Regions from separate parts of the Sus scrofa genome. Here region 1 is linked to region 2. A link is a contact called in public HiChIP or PLAC-seq data. All regions are on one chromosome and are shown on one strand. The core of a region is the stretch at or near the end of the contact, and the rest is flanking DNA. Distances in the headings are between cores, read along the strand shown.

Evidence for each region. HiChIP or PLAC-seq counts read pairs in DNA pulled down with a chosen protein or histone mark.
Region 1: an H3K27ac HiChIP or PLAC-seq map of alveolar macrophages shows a contact between it and region 2. The contact joins two enhancer-like sites. A contact is called at or near these places in 2 of 2 datasets of contacts at active chromatin or transcription factors (alveolar macrophages and skeletal muscle).

The regions. Positions count from the first base shown.
Region 1 is chr13:126,355,246-126,361,153 of Sscrofa11.1, reverse strand. It overlaps LPP (lipoma-preferred partner), which reads right to left. Exons shown (of 11, transcript XM_021071250.1): 8 at 2,751-2,920. Among named protein-coding and RNA genes, the nearest start is that of MIR28, 76 kb to the right of the region's middle. Within about 2 kb of position 3,668, at least 1 of the 83 cell types and tissues checked has an H3K27ac peak or open chromatin away from gene starts, as enhancers often do. A contact at or near this core is called in alveolar macrophages, where this site is marked.
Region 2 is chr13:125,669,848-125,675,731 of Sscrofa11.1, reverse strand. No RefSeq gene overlaps it. Among named protein-coding and RNA genes, the nearest start is that of LPP, 110 kb to the left of the region's middle. Within about 2 kb of position 1,906, at least 2 of the 83 cell types and tissues checked have an H3K27ac peak or open chromatin away from gene starts, as enhancers often do. A contact at or near this core is called in alveolar macrophages, where this site is marked.

The DNA of each region.
Region 1 (5,908 bases), core at 2,419-4,918, 680 kb before region 2:
AGGACTTGAGGGCTGTACTGAACTCTGAAATCAATATCGAACAAGGGTTTTGGAGTAAAGCTTAACTAAATTCTGATAAGAATTAAATTACGTTTAGAGTCACCACGGATAAATCTCATTAAAGAGAAATCTTGACTAAAGTTTCTTATGAGGGAGTGAAGTCAAGAAGGATGGTAAAAATTTCCATTATTTGAATTCACCCACTTCTTCCAAGGATGTGATTAAATATGAGCCAGGTCATGTTCCTTGTCATGAACATAGTACAGTAACAGGCAACCAAAGCAGAAGGAAAATGGGTCCTAAAGAAATACCAAGATGTTACACCTGGGATGGAGACTGAAACTTAAGTCCATTATTCGAGAAACCCATAATTAGCTAGATTAAACTTTTTTTCAGTTTTACCACACACTCAGGAGAGCAAGCCAAGCATTAAAAAAAAATGGGAGAGAGGTATGTCTGAGAGGGTAAAACAATTTCCCAAGCCCAATGTATCTCACTGCACATGTAAGGCCCTCCCTTTCAGAAATGCTGAATAGGCCAGAAATCTTATCAAAATTAATCTCAGAATAACATTCATTCCACTTCCACTCCCTGAGCCAGTCAAGGATTGCTGGATTGCCTCATTTCATATTCATAGGCCTTTGGTCAAAATCCTGCAACCATCACCATTCTATATATGAGGAAACTGAGGTCAGCAAAGATCAAGTAACCTTCCCAATTTTCATGACATTTTTAGCTCATAAGAAAACTGAAGGAGGCAGCCACAGGAGCATCATTCAAATAGCAAGAATAAAAATGCAGCAAGAATAAAAATGCAGTAAAAAAAAAAGGTGGGGGAATGAAAAATAGGCACAAGAACTACAAAGCCACCTGTGGTCACTTAGTGTATGGACAAATGGCCTTAGGTGTTTCCAGAGGCTCTGCTGACATCACTGCTACAGAGCTCACTGCAATAAATAATTTCACTGTGGTCCTAGGTCATTGTGAATGACAATCCACACAGTATGTTTACAAAGGCAGGGAATTTTGTCATTTTCTTTTTCAACAAAGAAGATTTCAAAGAGTGGTATCTGAAATATTCATATTTCCTAAAAAGACAAGCTTCTGTTCACTAGACTTTCCCTGATATGTAAGTGTTCCTTCCAAATCAACAACAGACATCATTGTGTTTGGGTTTATTTTCTGGACAAGCTAAAAACTTGCAGTGTCTGCAAAACACATGGGGACTAGGAGTGTGAACAACTGAATACAGACCTAGCTCTGACACTAATGAGAGATAAGTCACTTTCCTCCTCCCTGTATCTCTGTGCTCTTACTTCTAAAGAGGGGTTAGGCAAATGATCTCAAGTTTTTGTTTCTGTTTTTTTCCAGCTCCAACATTGATGGCACTATGATGATACTATATGCAACGAAGTTGCCTTTGGCCAGGAAAATGAAATAAAATAGAACCTAAGAGATGCAAAACAATATTTAACCCTGTGCGATCTTAATCTCAAATAAATTTTATGAGATCTGTAGTACAGATTCTAGGGCTGCAATGAATAAGACCTTTCAGGTTATTGAAAAATTCTAATAAGGCCAGAAACTTCTACAGTAAACTTGAACCTTGGGGATCTGCAAGGATATGTCCAACTCCCACTACTTTGCTCTCAAGGCTTCTCTTACCTTGATGCCTGGGCACTGAGGACCAAATCATGTTTATTTCGTGGGCTTGTAAAAAAAACACTACTTCTTCTACTAACAAGTGTTACACAGAGATATAGAATCAAGTAGAAGGATAGCAAGGGAATTTACTTTAGATTAAAAAAGTTTATGTTCATTCATCAAACAGCTATATCAGAAGACAGCTTTATGTGTAGATTTAAGTAGCCTGGCAAACAGCTAAGATAATGTCACTATGAGTATTTTTAGTTACCCAGCTATGTTATTAAAATATAGTTGAGCATTTTAAAAAAAAGAAACAATTTATTTGCTCAGTAGGCATAACTATTTATTTCCCTTTAAGGTATAGATACTATAATAGAGAGTTTCTGTAATTGCATCATTGAAAACCTGCCGGGTATAATAGGTAAGAGAAATTCTAGGTAGAAAAAAAGTATTTCAAAGGACCCAGGAGTTTGAAAGAACACTCACAAGTTCCAAGGCCCTGCAATGTTTCTCTACAAATACAGAGTGAGACCTAATAATAAGAGGTGTGACTGCTACTTGGGAAATCTTCTGATGCTTCAAGGTGCTAGCTTGTACATATACGCTGATAAACCACAGGGCGATGATTTTCTCTGCAAGCCATACACCTTTTGACCTCATATGAACCGAGGACATAGGGATAAAACTTAAGATATGCCAATTACACAGGCACATTTTTTTTTTTTTTTTTTTTTGTCTTTTTGTCCTTTTAGGGCTGTACCTGTGGCATATGGAGGTTCCCAGGCTAGGGGTCGAATGGGAACTGTAGCCGCCGGCCTATGCACAACCAGGCAATGCCAGATCAGAGCCGTGTCTGCGACCTACACCACAGCTTGTGGCAAGGCCGGATCCTTAACCCACTGATCGAGGCCAGGGATCAAACCTGCAACCTCACAGTTCCCAGTTGGATTCGTTTCTGCTGTGCCATGATGGGAACTCCCAGGCACATATTTTGAAATCTGATCAGCAGCAAAGATCTGATGGTTACATTTGATCTGGAGTGACTGGCATTTTGCCAAAGAAGACATCTTTGTAAAGTACCCAAGGATCAAATCTGAACTTACAATGTAGCAGGGCTCGCAATAGGCTTTCTTCTCTACAGCATAGAAGGGCTGCCCTCGGAGCTTGTTGTTACAGATGATGCAGGTAAAACAATCTACGTGGAAGACCTGATCCATGGCAGTGCATCCTGTACCTTCCCCAACGACGTTTTCCCCACAGCGAGCACAGCGGCCTGAAAAAAAGAGGGACAGACTGCTAAGAACTCACCAAGTCCTGCTGTATAGTACAGGGAACTATATCTAGTCACCTGTGATGGAACATGATGGAGAATAATGTGAGAAAAAGAACATATAAATACATATATATATATATATATATATATATGAATGACTGGGTCACTTTGCTGTACAGTAGAAATTGACAGAACACTGTAAATCAACTATAATGGAAAAAATTAAAATCTAAAAAAAAAAAGAACACAACAAGGAACATCTTGAGTTTTTCTAAAGAAGTCAATATGGGGAGACAGCAAATATGTACTGCCAGCAGCCGCAATAAGAGCACTTCTACAGCCATCATCACCACGAGCAAGATGACCACCACAGCCACCACTATCCCCCATAAGGCCAGCATGATGGTGACTTTACCGGTCAGCTGAGGAGCTAACCCTCCCAGCCAAGGTGCCACAGAAAGTGACCCAGTAGAACCCAGGTCTCCTGCATTGGAGGCCAGTGCTCTGCCTCTAATGTCACATACAAGTATAAGAAAAACTTGACCCAGGATAATAGGAGTGATAGGCAAAGTCTAGGAAAGTCTTTCTCCCTGGAGACACTCTGTGTCCAATTAGACTGGGAGGGAGCTGGGTTCACACTCAAAATTCAACTCCTTTCATAAAAGCCTGGGTTGCAACTTCCTGCATCCAGCCCTCAGTGACAGGCAGAGAAAAAGGTAGTCCCTTTTATTTCCAGGCAGTGCTGACTGCTAAAAAGTTCTTTCCTGTACTGAGCCCAGATGCTTCCTCATTCTGTTACCCAGTAGTCCCAGTGCTGTCTTTTGGGGCCTCAGGAAATAAGTCTCATCTTTTATACCTGATACTCTTTAAGACATTACAACTCAGCACTGCCTCCAGGTCTGTTCCTACTTTGAATTATCTCTAAATGGTGCCACTATTCCACATACTGTAGCATTTTGAGACCCTCACGTCTTTGGTTGTCACTGTCCAGCCCAGGGTTCTATAAACTTACAGCATCATGAAATTGATTCATGGGGGCTCTGACCACATATAGACATTATGTTTAGGTTAAAAAGATTGCATTAAGTTTTGAACAATAACATTAAAATGTAATGCAAGAGAAAACATTGATGTCAGTGAGAGGCATTGTGCTGGCTGCAGTCTGTATCCATAGCTGGTTTCACTGTGGGAGTCTTGAGCCAGAGTTCACAGTCACATTCAGTTTCCCTTCTTATTTTTTATTTCTACAAATGTAAAAAGGCTTAACAAGTAATTATAGGTCCCTGGGAACATCAGCAAGAATCAGTGAGATTTAACAGATAAGCTATAGCAAACCTAATGCTTCATATAGATCAGGCATTTTCTAGATGCTTCATGTATATTAATGCATTACACATACTTAACAACCTATGGCAAGGGACTATTATCATCTCTGCTATACAGAGGAGGAAACTGGGTTATAAAAGTGGTTTGTTACCTTTTAACACAAGCAGTCTAGTCCCAGGGTCAATGGTCCTAACCAGTCTGCTAACTTGCCTCTGTGCTGCTTCTGTGCTTCAGGATTGAACACAGAGCTGACACTATGGAAAGATTTCTCACTAAAGACTGCTTTCAGCACTCCATCATATTGGATTGACAACCATTTCACACCTAAAGGTGTGTGGGGCGGAGGAACTTTAAATGTTTCAACATGGAGAAAAGAGGAAAATATATTTCTAAACTTCTTTGGTTGCACTAGCCCTGGAAAGCATTTCTTTATATTTGTCACAGGATTTGAATGCATCTTTAAAATATACCTCAAACTATAGAACATTTCCCCCCTAAAGAATAAGCAATATCAAGTGCTTAAAAAAAGTTAAAAAACTCTTGGAAACTGAGCTGCCTCCACCATAGTTGACATTTTTATGAAGTCTTAATAGCATATTCTTGACATTTGATAAACTTTTATATAATGTTTGTAATAAACTATATGGCTTGATTTATAAACTTCTATCTAAGAATGAACTTGTATTTGCTTTTTTATCATATGAAATGTGTAACCTTACAAAGATGCTTTTAAAATTTTGGACTTTCATTGTCTTTAGTAAGAAAATTGAGTTTTTTGCATGGCACTATTTTTGTGATTATTTAGAAAAAAAGTAATTAGTTTACTATACTATGTTGTAAAATGGTGCTAAAATTCTAAGAGCTTCATGCTACTATCTGACAACATTTCATTACAGAAAATATGTTTGAGATTACAGGCAAATAGATCACCAGTCCATAAAATATAATTAAAAAAATTATATCATCATAACATTCAAAAATTTCTTTTTCAACTGCTTGTGCAAAATAATCACATTCATCCCAGTGTATACAGATTCATTTCCAATATTTATATTGGAATTGCGTTCACTAAAATTTACATTTGTAATATTAATCTGAAGTGGTATTTATGGTATTATCTTTATTACTGTTTTTTTTCCACTTTCAAAGACTCATTCAAATCACTGATCTATTTTGGTGAACTGAAGAAAGAGTGTAATACAATAGTAATAATAAAAATGTAGGTTTAACAGCAGCAGGAAAAAAAACATACCAATGACATGAAAATACTGAGCTGAATGGCACTGTTACTTAACATCTGTTAAACAACACCGATCAACACAGGTTTTGTGGTCCATGTGCAATCTTTAAGAATGTGATGATTCATTAAGAGCATATTGAATTTCTATGAATGTTGTCATTTTACATTTCAGATGTGTTAAAAGCAAGTCAAGAAAATAATTGTTTATTACTTTTTCCTTTTCTAGACTCCTTGATACTCCTTCAGGGACTACCAGTGATCTCTGGACCACACTTTGGAAAAAAATTGTTCTGGCCAAATGTTATTGACTATTGGTCATGGTGGCCTGTGATGGAGGTAGAGGCAGCAATTAAGATTCCAGACCATGGCTGCCCAAAGTGTAATATTGGGATTCCAAGAGCCTGAGCCTACATGGTTTATGG
Region 2 (5,884 bases), core at 657-3,156:
GAAAACACTGGACCCTTAATCTGCTGAGCCACCAGGGAACTCCTATTACTGATTTTATTTTATTTTTTTGTCTTTTTTTAGGGGCACACCTACAGCATATGGAAGTTCCTAGGCTAGAAGTTGAATCAGAGCTGTAGCTGCCGGCCTACATCACAGCCACAGCGATGCCAGATCCTTAGCCCACTAAGCGAGGCCAGGGATCGAACCTCCATCCTCAAGGATACTGGTTGGGTTCGTTACCACTGAGCCACAATGGGAGCTCCTCCTATTACTGATTTTAATTCCTGCAAACCCTGTACCTCCTTATTGCCTAGTCTGTGCCAGATTGTTCTTTCACCCAATACTACCAGCCATGGAAGATGGGGAAGGGCATTTGAAAGAGTGGGAACAGCATGGCCCAAAGTCTACAAGTGTGGAACTTCAGGATGTATTAATGGAATGGCCAGCAATTTGGCAGGATGGGACATGGGATATTTGGAGAAGAAGAGCTGGAGAAGAACTGAGAATAAGTCCTCTTTCCTTGAGGCCTCAAGTTACTGTGTTACATCTGGGTTTTATCCTAGAAGGCAATGGGCAGCATAGGGGGTGGTAAGCAGGATCATGATATAATTGTATCTATTGTTGATGCAGCACTTTGACACCCAATGGGATAGGATGGGGAAGAGTTGGAGGAAGGAGACTGACCAGGAAGACCTTGCTGTCATCTGAAGAGAGAGGATGAAGAATATGGCAAAGCTGGCCCATGAAGAGGAAAGATGGGCTCAAGGGATATGTAGAAATTAAATCCCAAAGGCTTAGGGCGTGATTGGAGGTATGGATGAAAGAAGGAAGGACTAAATGATGACTCTCTGCTAATGCAAATGTCAAATTTGGAGGGAGGTTAGGAACACCCACTAATTGGTACCTACCATCCAAGCTCATGTGTCAGCCCACTGGGGAGATCCCAGTCTCCCCAACCCCCACCAACTCCACAGGGGTCTCTCCTACTGTGGCTGCCCTTCTGCTGCCTTGAACCCACACTTCACCCCCTCCACTGGCTAAGCTATGCACTGCACAGGCCTGTGTTCTCACCCTGGATTTGTCCTCAAAACAGAATGACCTCCAGTAAGCCTCTCCCTTCTTTGAGTCTCTTTTTTCTTATCCCCTGAAGAAAGGCCTGCAAATGAGGGCTCTCTCCATTTTTTCCCTCCTGCTTTCTGGATTTTAATGTTTTATTTTGCTATGTGCCTGGCCTTTTCCTCTTGGTTTACATTAAGCCCACTTCACTCATTAATACTGTCTGCCTGGACCTGAGTGCTTTTGTGCCTGGGAGCCTCTGGCCCAGACGTCCTCCCAAGCCTCTCCATCTTGTCTCCAACGATTGGGCTTGTCTGGGTAGAGGACACGGTTTTCCAGAGCTGTACATCCATCTCTGGTCAGAAAAGCCTTTCCCTGGATCACTTCTTCCCTGGCTCTTGCTGGGTTCTCTGCTCTGAGAGCAAAGTTACAGAATGCAGAGGGCATGGATCTGTCACTGTGTCTGCTGGTCCGATCAAGCTCGTTCAGGAAGAGGCAGCTTTGGGGACTGGGGATCCGTGAGGACAGGGGGCTCCTTGTAGATGAGCCCACCTTGCCTGTTCTTTTGGGGCATGGCAGTCTCTTGGGTCAGGTGACTTAGAGGCAGATCTCAATGAGAGAAAGTGGCTCAAGTGGGCTTCCCCATTCAACCCCCCGCCTCCTCCTTCCAGTGATTGGGCCTCTGACAAGATAGTCTATTGAGTGTTTGAAAAAAAGATTATATATTTGACTTCCATCCCACTTCTTTCTCTTCTGCAAGCTGTCACATCTCTTTTGTCATGTAGTTTCCATACTCTGAGAATACAGTTCCTCCATAAACCAAAGATCCCAGATAGGGGTTAACTAACTTCTAGAACAAACAAACCGGAAATGCCAATGGCCTAACACAAAGGGAGTGTACTTCTCCTTCTCCATCTATAACTAGTCCTGGTCAGTGGTCCTCTTCTTCTTTTTTTTTTTTTTTTTCTTTTTTTCTTTTTTTCACCACACCCGAGGCTAGGGGTCAAATTGAAGCAGCAGCTGTGGACCTACACCACAGCTTGCAGCAATTTCATCTCCTTAACCCACTGAGCAAGGCCAGGGATCAAACCTGCATTCTCATGGATATGAGTTGAGTTCATAACCCACTGAGCCACAGTGGTAACTCCTCTGGGTGATCTTTTTTCACATGGAGATTCAGGTCTCCGGTCCTTGCTGGCTTGATTCTCCCACATCCCCTGCCAGGAAAAGAGGTGGAAGGTGGAGCAGGCACAGAAGCCCTGCCTGGAAGGGACATCTAGCCCTCCAGTCTCATTCCACTGGTGAGAACTGGACATACACTCTCATCTTATACTCACATGAACTGGAGAATACAGTCCCTGGCTGTTCTGCTGCCCCTTGGAGACATCTTTACACAGGGGGAGTGGAAAGGGGACATGTGGAGCATAGTAGACACCTCAGCCACATCTGAGTCACTCACCTGTCTCTCACTTCTGAGTTGCCAGCTGGAGGGGACATGTCAGGGGCTGAGAATGGGGCCCCCTTTTGTTTCTAATTGGTAAGCAGTTTTTTCTTCAATTTCACTTCTGTAAACACCCCCTTGGAGATTTTGCCTATATCTGCATAACATCTGTCCTATAATTGACTTAATATTCTCTTTAAATCAATTCACTTTTTAAATGTAGTTTCAACTGAATAATGTATCTAGGAAATCATGGTTTTGATGTGCTAATTAAATTTTTCCTAATATACCCCCAAATAAATTTATACTTCCTCCAATAAAATATTTGCATATCAACCACCCCAAATATTTGCACAGAACCTGGTAGTATGTGTTGCACATTTGGGGAAATGGAATGATTGAGTCTATATAAAGCCCCTCTGTGATCTGGCCTTGGTCTTCTCTCTGTTCTCACATTCTGCCCCTTCCCACAACTCTCCACTTTTAGTTTCTCAGACTGCCAGGATCTTTTAGTTTCTCAAACCTGCCAGGCTCGTTCCTACCCTAGGGCCTTTGCACTGGCTGTCTCTGCCAGGAACACTCCCCACATCTGCACATGTGTGGCTCTTTATTTAGACATTGTCTTAGCTCAGATGGCTCTTCCCCAGGGAACCACCCAGTCAAGTTGTCTCGCAGCACACTCCACCCAACCTTGCACAGTCACTCCTTGTTTCAGGCCCTTCATAGACCTTTTCTAGTTCTGGCATGGTCTGTTTATCTGTTTGCTCATTTATTTACTGTTCCTCTGTGCCTAGTAAAATGTAAATTCTGGGGAGTTCTTGTTGTTGCGCAGTGAAAATGAATCTGACTAGTATCCATGAGGATGTGGGTTTGATCCCTGGCCTTGCTTAGTGGGTCAAGGATCCAGTGTTGCCGTGAGCTGTGGTATAGGTTGCAGATGTGGCTCGGATCTGGTGTTGCTGTGACTATGGCGTAGGATGGCAGTTGCAGCTTCGATTCGACCCCTATTCTGGGAACTTCCATATGTTGAGGGAGCAGCCCTAAAAAGAAAAAAAAAAAAAAAAAGACTCTCTGTAAATGCAGGGATTTTTTTTTTTTTTTTCCTATTCCATTTTCTCACACTTAGTCCTGGGTGAGTCACATAAAACATGCGCCATAAATATTTGCTCCATGAATAAAAACTGTAGAAAAAGCCGCATAGGTCACTAGTTAAACGAGGATTAAAATACAGTTTAATCAACTGTTTGGTAATTCCTGATACATCTCTAGAAAACTGCTGGAAAAGACAGCTTGAAAGTGAGACCACCATGGGTATCCAACTCCATCCTTGCAATTCACAGATGAACTGGTTTCCTGACTTGCTCACCCAGCCACAGAGAGAGAATCTGATCAAAGGAGAGCTGGAGGGTCAGACCTACCCCTAGAAGACACTTGCAAGAAGGAGGCAAGAGGTGAGGTGAGAACAGTGCAAGGGCCAATCATTCATGCTTACAGCCATGAGCAGCCATGGAGGCTGAGAGAGCCTGCCCACTGGACCACAACTGGATCGGCTCCTGCCCCTCCTCTTTGAGGGGGTGATGGTGGTTGGGGGGGTGCTGGAGATGGAGGTGGTATATAAGCAAGGGATGTCAAAAAACCTGAAAGTGTCCAATCTCCACCCTTAAATGGGACCTGGGATCTGGGAAGGGGAGTGAAAATCTCTTTCCTTGTGAATAGAGTGGTCGTGGATTTCCTTGCCAAAGGAATTGGTCCACAAAAGAAACTCAAGTTGAGGGAAAAGGCCAATGTTCCCCATCTCCTCCTCTCTTCAGAAATACATTTGTCATGGATGCTGTGAGGCACCTGCCTGACCCCTCTTCAGAACCAAGGCACTCATTCCTGCTGTGCAGTACCGCTGGGTCACACCTAAGTCTCTTCCCAGGAATTGTCCAGCATCAAAGGGAGCCACCTTATTCAAGGTAACACTCCCACTCTGGGGACAGTTTATTCAATGTCTAGATGACATAAGGTACAAAAGCCTGGCACCTTTCCTCCACTGAGGACAATTCTGAATGAGACAGGCCACTTCTAGACTAACTTTGCCTGCTGTCTAATCCTTTCCTTCTATCCAATCCTACTTCCTTTACATTCCCAATCAATTCCTTGCTCACAAAAATCTCAGAGTCTGTTTCCAGGGAACTCTAGGATAACATGAGTCAAACTCTAGTTGGCTCTGTCCTCCACGCTCAGTTTCCATATTGCCTGGGTGAGAGCTAATTTCTCACCAAGACTTTTATTAGATTTGCTTCCTGTACTTGAAGTTGAGACAAGTCATATCCAAATAGATGACATGTGGGTGCACCCAAAGGAATGGTGGCTCATTTCATTAAAACTCTTCAAGTCAATGAAGGTTAAAATGAAAGGAAGGCAATAAAAAGGAAAGTAATATTTCTATAGTTGTTAACATTTTTCAAATCTGTTTCACATGAAGTGTTGAAGCCTATTTATATCCTGCCTCCTTTGCTTGGCCTTACCTGTCCCCCTGCACCCTCCATGTACTCAGGGAAGAACCCCTGTGTCTCCTACCTCAGGCAGTTTTCTCATATACCCTCAGCACTGTCACACTGGGAATGGGCTCTATCACGACCTCACCACACTCAATGAACAGGAGCCCCACTGTCACAGTTCCAGTGCCCAGGACCAGACAGGACAGGACTTTGTAAATTTGTCTCCTCTCATTGTGTCTAGTTTGGGATGTGGAATCAGATCTTGGATCCCAGTGGCTCCCCAGTGGATACCATCGGAAATCCAGGAAAGCTTATTCTCCATGGGGTGGTTTGACTACCAAGGGTCAGGTAACTGTTATACTCTCACCCTTTGTCTGTCCCCTCCCTAGCCCAACAATGGACACCTAACAGAGGGTCCATCCATCCTACCTAAAGACATCTCACAAAATGACATTGGCTGCATTATCTGGTGATGCTATGGCTAGTGTAGCCCTCATTTTCTTGGATTTGCTTCCCTTCCTATATACCTCCCTTCCCTTTTCTGCTCTTGTTACTCAGGGATTACAATCCCCCAGCTTTATGTAGGAGCTTATGTGGGAGCTTTATGTAAATTTTGCTTCACATATTTCTTCCTAAACATGCTAGATGAAGACATGGGCATTGACTTATTTGATGGATGTTCAGGAAAAGTCATTCTATGGAGGCAAGAATTATTACTGCCATTTTTCAGTTGAGTAAACTAGAGTTAAAATGAACTCCCCAAGACCAAATCTACACAGTAAGTGGCAGATCAGGGCTCAGTCTACCTATTCTGTCTCCACACTGGATATTTTTCTTACACTTGAATATAAGTTTCCATCAAGAGTGACAAGAATCAGCTAATGATTTCTTTTTTTGTCTT